Regions from separate parts of the Callithrix jacchus genome. Here region 2 is linked to region 1. The links are chromatin contacts, called in public Hi-C maps. All regions are on one chromosome and are shown on one strand. The core of a region is the stretch at or near the end of the contact, and the rest is flanking DNA. Distances in the headings are between cores, read along the strand shown. Region 1 holds the start of KLHL31 (kelch like family member 31). Region 2 has its middle 41 kb from the start of KLHL31.

Region 1 (3,673 bases), core at 228-2,727:
TCTGGGTTAGGTATCAGGTGAGTCCATGAGTCCTGTGGAATAGTCTGAAACATATTGCGTGCATGTGTTTATGTGTACTTTCCACAGAGTGGGCTCAGCATTTTCATGAGGTCATACCCAAAATAGATCCAGAACCACTGGACTGAGAATAATGCCTCTAAGCAATGGTACATAATCGGACCCTTGTCTGTAAGTGGGAAAGTCCATGTGAAAATATTGCACTTAAATTCTTCTTGGCCCCAAACAGATCCCAGATGAAGTCTCCTAAAGCTGGTTACAGAAAAGTTATTACTTCACATTTAAGGTCATTTTCCTTCCCATGGCCCTGCACCCACGCTTCCTGGGAGACAGTCTACAACAGGGCAAGCTGAAAAGCCATGTGTGCTAAAGTGTCACTGTCAATCTCCTGCCAGTATGAACTGGGATCCCAGAATGTCTTTTTGCCAAAGGGGCGAATCAGCTGCTCCTGCTCCCTGTCCTGGACACATTCCTATCACTGCATCTGTCGGCGCTCATCAGCCCTAACCTCCAGGAATAGAAACCCTCCTGGCTTCTGTCGCTTGCCATTTTAAGTCCAACTTTGGGGACAGTGGGAGGTTTCCTTTTTACCATATACTTCCAACACAATTTTTAATATAAAATGTATGTCAGCATAATGATATGTGCACATTTAAGACAAAAACCTATTTTTAAGCCAAATAACAAATTTGAGTTTTTTTGCAGGAAGGATATTTCTATTTTGTCAATAAGTTATATTTCTGGGAATTCAGAGATGCCTGATTTTTGTGCCTCAAATTTAGATAAAATGGTAACATTTTATCCAAATTGATCAGTACCAAATATTTAAAAGATTTTTGATAAAAATAAAGGTAGAATTCTAAACTTTGTGAACAAAGCCTAAGAATTTGCTTTCCTTCTCCTTCTCTGTAAAGTAGTGAAAGAAAAATATATCTTAAGCTTCAGAGATTGAGAATTTTTGTTAGAAATTACAGGTGGTTTTATGTTTGTAGGGTATCACTCTCATGCATTTCTGTTACTGTGACATTCTCCCAACACATTATATTTCTCAGATTTCAAAAAAATGTTTTTTGCCTCCCAACTTCAGATTAGGGACACTAACCACCTGACCCAGTTGTAGACTCACTTCAGTAAAATAGCTCTACAACCGCAAACACTCAGCCCACCCTCTCCCACCCACACAACCACACACACCCCAGGATCTAGAAGGTAGGAATTGGCGACTAATGGTCCCAGCTCCTTACCCTCCTGGGTGAAGTGGCAGCTCAACTTGAGATGATGAAGTTTTAGCAGGAGACTCCTCTTGGGAAGGGATCTGTGGAGACAGAGAGAGGGAGAAGGAAAATCCGGTGGGGAGCCACCAGCAGCCACCTGACAAGACCCTGCTGCAGCAATTTTTAGAGTGACCCTTTGCCGTCCCACTGGATGAGGCAGGCCGAGCCTGCGCTTTGGCGGGGAGCAGCAGCGAGCTCCCTCCTGTCCGTCTTTGGCCTTCCACTCCCCGGCCGGCCAGCCGGGGGCAGGGGGCGGGGCTCCGGTTGGTGGAGAGGGGTTGGGTTTCTTGACCTGACCAGCTGTTCCAAAAAAGAAAAAAAAAAAAAAGTCAAGAGCTCAGTCAACCTGTGTGAGAGGAAAGAAAATTAACTCGATGGGTGTTTAATTGTTGGAAGCAGGGATTCCAGTAGAGTAAAAAGAAGGGAATGCTGTGAATTAAAAATTAGCTTTTAGAAAGGTAATTAGCCTGGTCACCTATGGTCTTTTGAGAAGACAGTGGTTATAAATAGCCTGTTCTTTACAAGAGAAGCACATGTCTACCAGACATGGTACTTCCTACAGCACCTCACATGTGGTTCTAACATTATTAGGGTCATTTTATAGTTTAATAAAGTAAGGTTTACGGCCAGTGATTTTCCAGTAATCACAGAGAGGTCTGAGATTAACACACACTCTAGCAGACACACAGGTTGGGAAATATCTGCTTTGGCAACACTTCATGTGAAACAAAAATTCAAAGATTGTAACTGACTACAAACTTTCAATGGGCACCCAAGAGTGTGAAATGGTTGCTTACAAAGTTAACGTGATATTAAGCTACAATAATAGAAAAATAGATCATGGAATAATGTTCTAATTATTCTTCATTAGTCAGACGATGTGTTAGGCATCGCTCTGCCATCTTGGTACTCTGAGAACTTACTCTTCATCCTACTGAAGATGGCTGGAACAAAAAAACTTCAGAGGCGGTGCACGTCAGAGACATCTGAAGAGAAGTATGGCAGAGAGGACTTCTAAGATAGGTGAGACTCCTGAGAGCAAGTGTGGGGGCTGTTGCACAGCAAGAGGATTCAATGAAAATTTCTGTTGCCTAAAATGTTAAAACTTTTAATGTGTAGCAATTCCGGGGAAATACCTTAAAATAAAGAAGAGTGCAAATAACAGCTGGGTTCTAATGATGAAAATGGCAGCCCTGTAAAAGAGCCAGTTCTCTATAATTAGAAGGTGGAAGTAAAAGAAGCCGTGGGATTGGTGTGACATTGAAAAGACTCTTTCTATGGCTGGGGGCTTGCACTGCATCACCTGTGATGTCTTTCCAACTCTAAGGCTCTTTGAGTCTACATTTACCAGCCTCCAGTTCTCCTGAGACTCTCAACTCACTGGATAGCATCTGTCTAGTGACTACCTCTGTTGGAATTTCCACCAACTTAATAGGAAGAATTATTTGATTTTTAAAAAAAAATTCTTTGCTCCCGCCCATACATCTCCAGCACAGAATCCACCAGAAATAAATTTAAAAAGCTTATATTATGGTTCGTTTCTAAGCAATTTGACTTGTTCCCACCTTCTTGACTTGGGTAAAGGGCCAGAACGTTCCATCCTTTTTTTTGGTAGAGACAGGGACTCATTATGTTGCCCAAGCTGGTATCAAATTAATTCCCAGTCTCATGTGATCTTTCTTTCTGCCTCAGCCTTCAATCCTGTTTTTATGATAACAAAAGTCAGCTTTACATCAGTATTTATGATAATGATGATATAATGATGGACAGGGCCTTCAAGAAGATGTTGGTACCAATACTATCATCTTCAAGGGTTCAAGACTATTAATTCCAGTTTTACTGGAATATCACTAAGATGCTCCTTTCAATAGAATATCATTTAATGTAAAGATATGAACACAAGTGGAAAAATAAAAGGCAAAAAAATTGAAAATCAAAGACATTTTAAAAATCATTTTCAAAGTAGCTACTCTATGTAAGCATTCAACTACTGCTATGGTAGATGCACTGGAAACACAGCATGGAACAGTAGGTTGTAGTAAATATTGAGAAATTCTGTTTTATCTTTAAAGCAATGAGCCTACCAGTTGGAGAATATTTACTAAAAGAAAGAGGGCCATGATGAGATTGGCATTTTAGAATGAGCACTCTGTAATTTGGGGATGTAACCTTAATGGAATTTAGATCAAGCAGTTATTTGTTTCCATTGCTAGTGCTTGTCTCTCTTCCACCAACCTCCTGCTACCCTCTGCCATACAGCCAGCTCAAATGTAAGCTCCATGAAGGGAGGAAGACTTTCTCTCTTGCTGGCTTTGATTAAACCAAGTGCCAGGTTGGAGATGCCCAAGCAAGGAAGCCAGTTAGAAACTGAAGTCTTCAGT
Region 2 (3,644 bases), core at 830-3,329, 41 kb after region 1:
GGGAAATTCAAGATCAAGGTGCTGGAAGATTCATTGTCTGGTAAGCCCACTCCCTGGTTCACTGTATCCTCACATGTTGGAAGAGGTGAAGGAGCTTCCCTGAGTCTATTTTATAAGGGCCCTAATTCTTCATGACCTAATTAGCTCCCAAAAAGTCCTACCTTCTAAAACCATTGCCTTGGAGATTTGGATTTCAAAATATGAATTTTTGCGAACACAAACATTCGGATCATAGGGCCTTCATTTTGTTAAAAGAATCACAAAATTTAATGCCCATGGAAAGGCAATACTAAGTCATTGGGCTTCCTTGGGGAGCTGTGGTTTGATGAACTTACACCTTACTACAAATAAATCATTGTTAGTTTGACCAATACCTGGATTGATTCCAAATATGATAAGGCAACTTTTTGATAATGTAGAAATATTTTTAAAATATTTAAAAATTAAACGAATCCAGTTGAACCAAATGTCTCAGGGGATCCTGTTGTTTACAATGCTATTTGGTAGTCAGAAATCACTGCCTGCCTGAGGCAACTGTTTTAATATGATTTTGCAATATAGTAGCGTGGATACTGTGCTGCTTATGCCTGCAAGTGATATGGGTCATGTAATAGGTCTCATGTGATATGATGCTCCTGGCAGAGAGATAATAAGCCTGCAGGTCTGCAAATCTGACTTAAAAGTGGCTAAGTGTGTTTCCATGCATTTTGGAATGTTATCTATCAAGCACTAGAGACAACCATGAAATTAATATTCTGTATTGTGGAACTCAACAGGGCTCATACACAAGCCCTAACTCAAACCCAAGATTCAAGAATACATGTTCTGGCTGCTTCTAACATTTACCTAATTAGGAAACAAGTGATAATTAGTTTCTCTGAACCTGTTTCCCAATCAGCATTGCAGGCAATAATACCATCCCATCAAGTTATTTCAGAGGATTAAATGAGCTTAAACAGAGATAAGGAACTAAGAGCCATGCCTGGCTCACCATAAACCTCAAACAACATCAAGCAATCCCTATTCAAAATAGAGAGGTGCTATGAGAGATGGAATTTTTCCAAATTAAATAAGCATTTAACCCACCGGAAGAAAAATCCAGTTACTGGGAGAAAAAAAGTGACATGTTTTAGTCTGCCCTTGAACTTCCGGCTTCAAGCAACCTAATCTTTTTGTTCCTAGCCAAAAAATAGAACCAGAACTGCTGGTTTCCAGGCACGAGAGAAAGAAGGTAGCTGTAGGGGTCTAAGATGGGGAAGGCACATGGGCTAACAACATTGTGCTGGTGGGGAGGCCATCCGGGAGAGCTCATGGAGGCCAATTGAAAGTCAGCAAACTTTGACTCAACATAATGGATACATGTTACCTTGGAAGAAGCCATCTCTAGATAGTCATTATTACATATACTTCATTGAGCTGCTATGAAAATTGAGACGATCCATATAAATCATTACTAAAATGCTATTAGTAGTACTGTTATTTCTTATTTATCTTCCAGCACTGAAACCCCTATTTATTATTCATTGATTCATTCATTCATTTTTTTAGAGATCTGAATCTTGCTCTGTTACCCAAGCTGGAGTGCAGTGATTATAGCTTATTGCAGCCTTCAGCTCCTGGGTTCAATCAGCCTCCCGCCTCAGCCTCCCAAATAGCTGAGATTGCATGTGTGAGCCACTGTGCCTGGCCCTCACTATATTTGTTGATGGTCAGCACCTGTTTTTTTTCTCCTTACCTGTCCTGGAACCCAACCCTCATTTGATAGGAACAGTCTCCAACACTCTGGATCTTCTACCACCCTGACCTAAAGATTGGTTGCTGAAATGGAGTGCATGCCATGAGAACTAAGCTGCATTTCTACGTTGCCAAAAAAGACATCAACATTTCTCCAATGATGCTGAAGCTAGTATCGGTTTTCAGCAACAGCTTTGGAGTCAGATGGCCCTGAGTTCAAATACTAACTCTGGTATTTGACAGTAACATAGCTTTAGACAACTTAGTCTCTCTCTGCCTCAATTTGCTCATTTATCAAACTGGGCTCTACTATCTACTGTGCCAAACATCTTGCATGTGCTCTGCCAGATGTTGCTTTGGACTTCACCCTGTTCTGTGCTCCTAAAGGCATCAATAGGCTTCCTTGTCATCTGGCTTCCACGCGGGGTCATACCTGGAGATCAGCTCACATACCTGTTAAGATTTTACTTTTTTTGAGGCGCTTTTTTTGGGAACTCACTATGTTGCCCAGGCTGGCCTTGAACTCCTGGACTCAAGCAATCCTCCCACCTCAGCTTTCAAAGTAGCTGGGATTCAAGGCATGTGCAACCATGCCTGACTTGGTTCAGACTTCTTCAAACAAAGCTCTAAGGTCACTACTGTACACAAAGATGCCCATGGAATAATGCCTAAACTTATAGCTTGTACTTGAACAGAATCTGACTTCTGATCTAGCAGGAGTCTTACTTTTATCTCCTCTTGTTCCTCCTGATGTGCCCTCATGGTGATGAAACCAGATTACTCATTCACTATTTTTTGCCCATATTCATGCAATTTCTTACTTTTATGCTGCTTCTGCTATTCCCTACCGGATCCTGACTCTATATAATGAAATTCTACCCATTTCTCAAGGCTTAGTTCAGATGCCTCAAAAACATTCTCCCTGACTCCCAAACATAGGAATTGGTCTTTTGCAAGAATTCCTATATCACCGTGTGTGTATCTTCCTTTCTGCACTTATCACTTCCTCCTTGTATTGTAATTATGTTTCATCTTCCATGCCTTTTGTAGAGTCTGTGGAGAATGTCAGTGTTTATTCATCTTCCACTGTACCTGCTTACCGTACCTGCCCACAGAAGCTGCCCAGTAAACCCTTCCTGTGTGACACACATGGATTCTGTTGGTGAGTGAAGATGATCAGGTAATTGAAAGAGTGATCAAGCTGGCATTATGAATTTACATACAGCACTTTTTCACAAGCACTTCTTTGGGGGGTTATTCAGTTTTATGACTAAATGTGGCATATCTGTATTGTACCGCTCAGGTGGGATGGGGAGGAGAATTAGTAAATTCATCTTTAATCTCTCTTCTAGATCATTGCTAGTTATAGCTCATGACAAAACATTGTCTTAAAAGGCTCACTAGGGGTAACCCTGCATGAATGTTGATATTCCAGAACAGATGGCAGGCTCTGGGGGAGGGAAGAGTGTGAAGGGAAAGTGTAAAGGGAAATTTTCACTCTCTGCCTGCCAAGCAGAAAAAATAGAACACATTCTCTACACGGATGTCTTTTAATTCTGTCTTAACATTAGAATGCACCATGATGAATTAACAATTAGGATCCACTCAGCCAAGATGCATTGAACTTGCACTGTGTCCCAGTACTGCCATGTGTTTGGGGAGGCACCAAGGACTTAAGGCAGGGTCTCTAGTCCTAACCTATTTCTCAAGTTTATGTAGGAAGCAAGATCTAAACACTACCATCAAAACCAGAGGCATATGGATGGCTGCATCCTTTGACAACTCTCTGCTCTAAAACCCTTCAAGACTCTAAAGTATTTTAATATAAGTTGAGGTCACATTATTGTAAGCCAGATCCTCCATGCCTGAATTCTCTGGGAAGAAATATGGGTCCTTTTATGGAGTTAGGG

The links. Hi-C and Micro-C count contacts between places; a contact is called where the count stands out from the background.
Region 2: a Hi-C map of skeletal muscle shows a contact between it and region 1, with 4 times the contacts expected there. The contact joins the enhancer-like site here to the promoter of KLHL31 in region 1. A contact is called at or near these places in 2 of 3 Hi-C or Micro-C datasets (both in skeletal muscle).

Annotation. Positions count from the first base shown.
Region 1 is chr4:61,888,390-61,892,062 of calJac240_pri, forward strand. It overlaps KLHL31 (kelch like family member 31), which reads right to left and starts at 1,478. Exons shown (of 3, transcript XM_002746659.6): 1 at 1,263-1,478.
Region 2 is chr4:61,929,047-61,932,690 of calJac240_pri, forward strand. No RefSeq gene overlaps it. Among named protein-coding and RNA genes, the nearest start is that of KLHL31, 41 kb to the left of the region's middle. Within about 2 kb of position 2,080, at least 2 of the 16 cell types and tissues checked have an H3K27ac peak or open chromatin away from gene starts, as enhancers often do. A contact at or near this core is called in skeletal muscle, where this site is marked.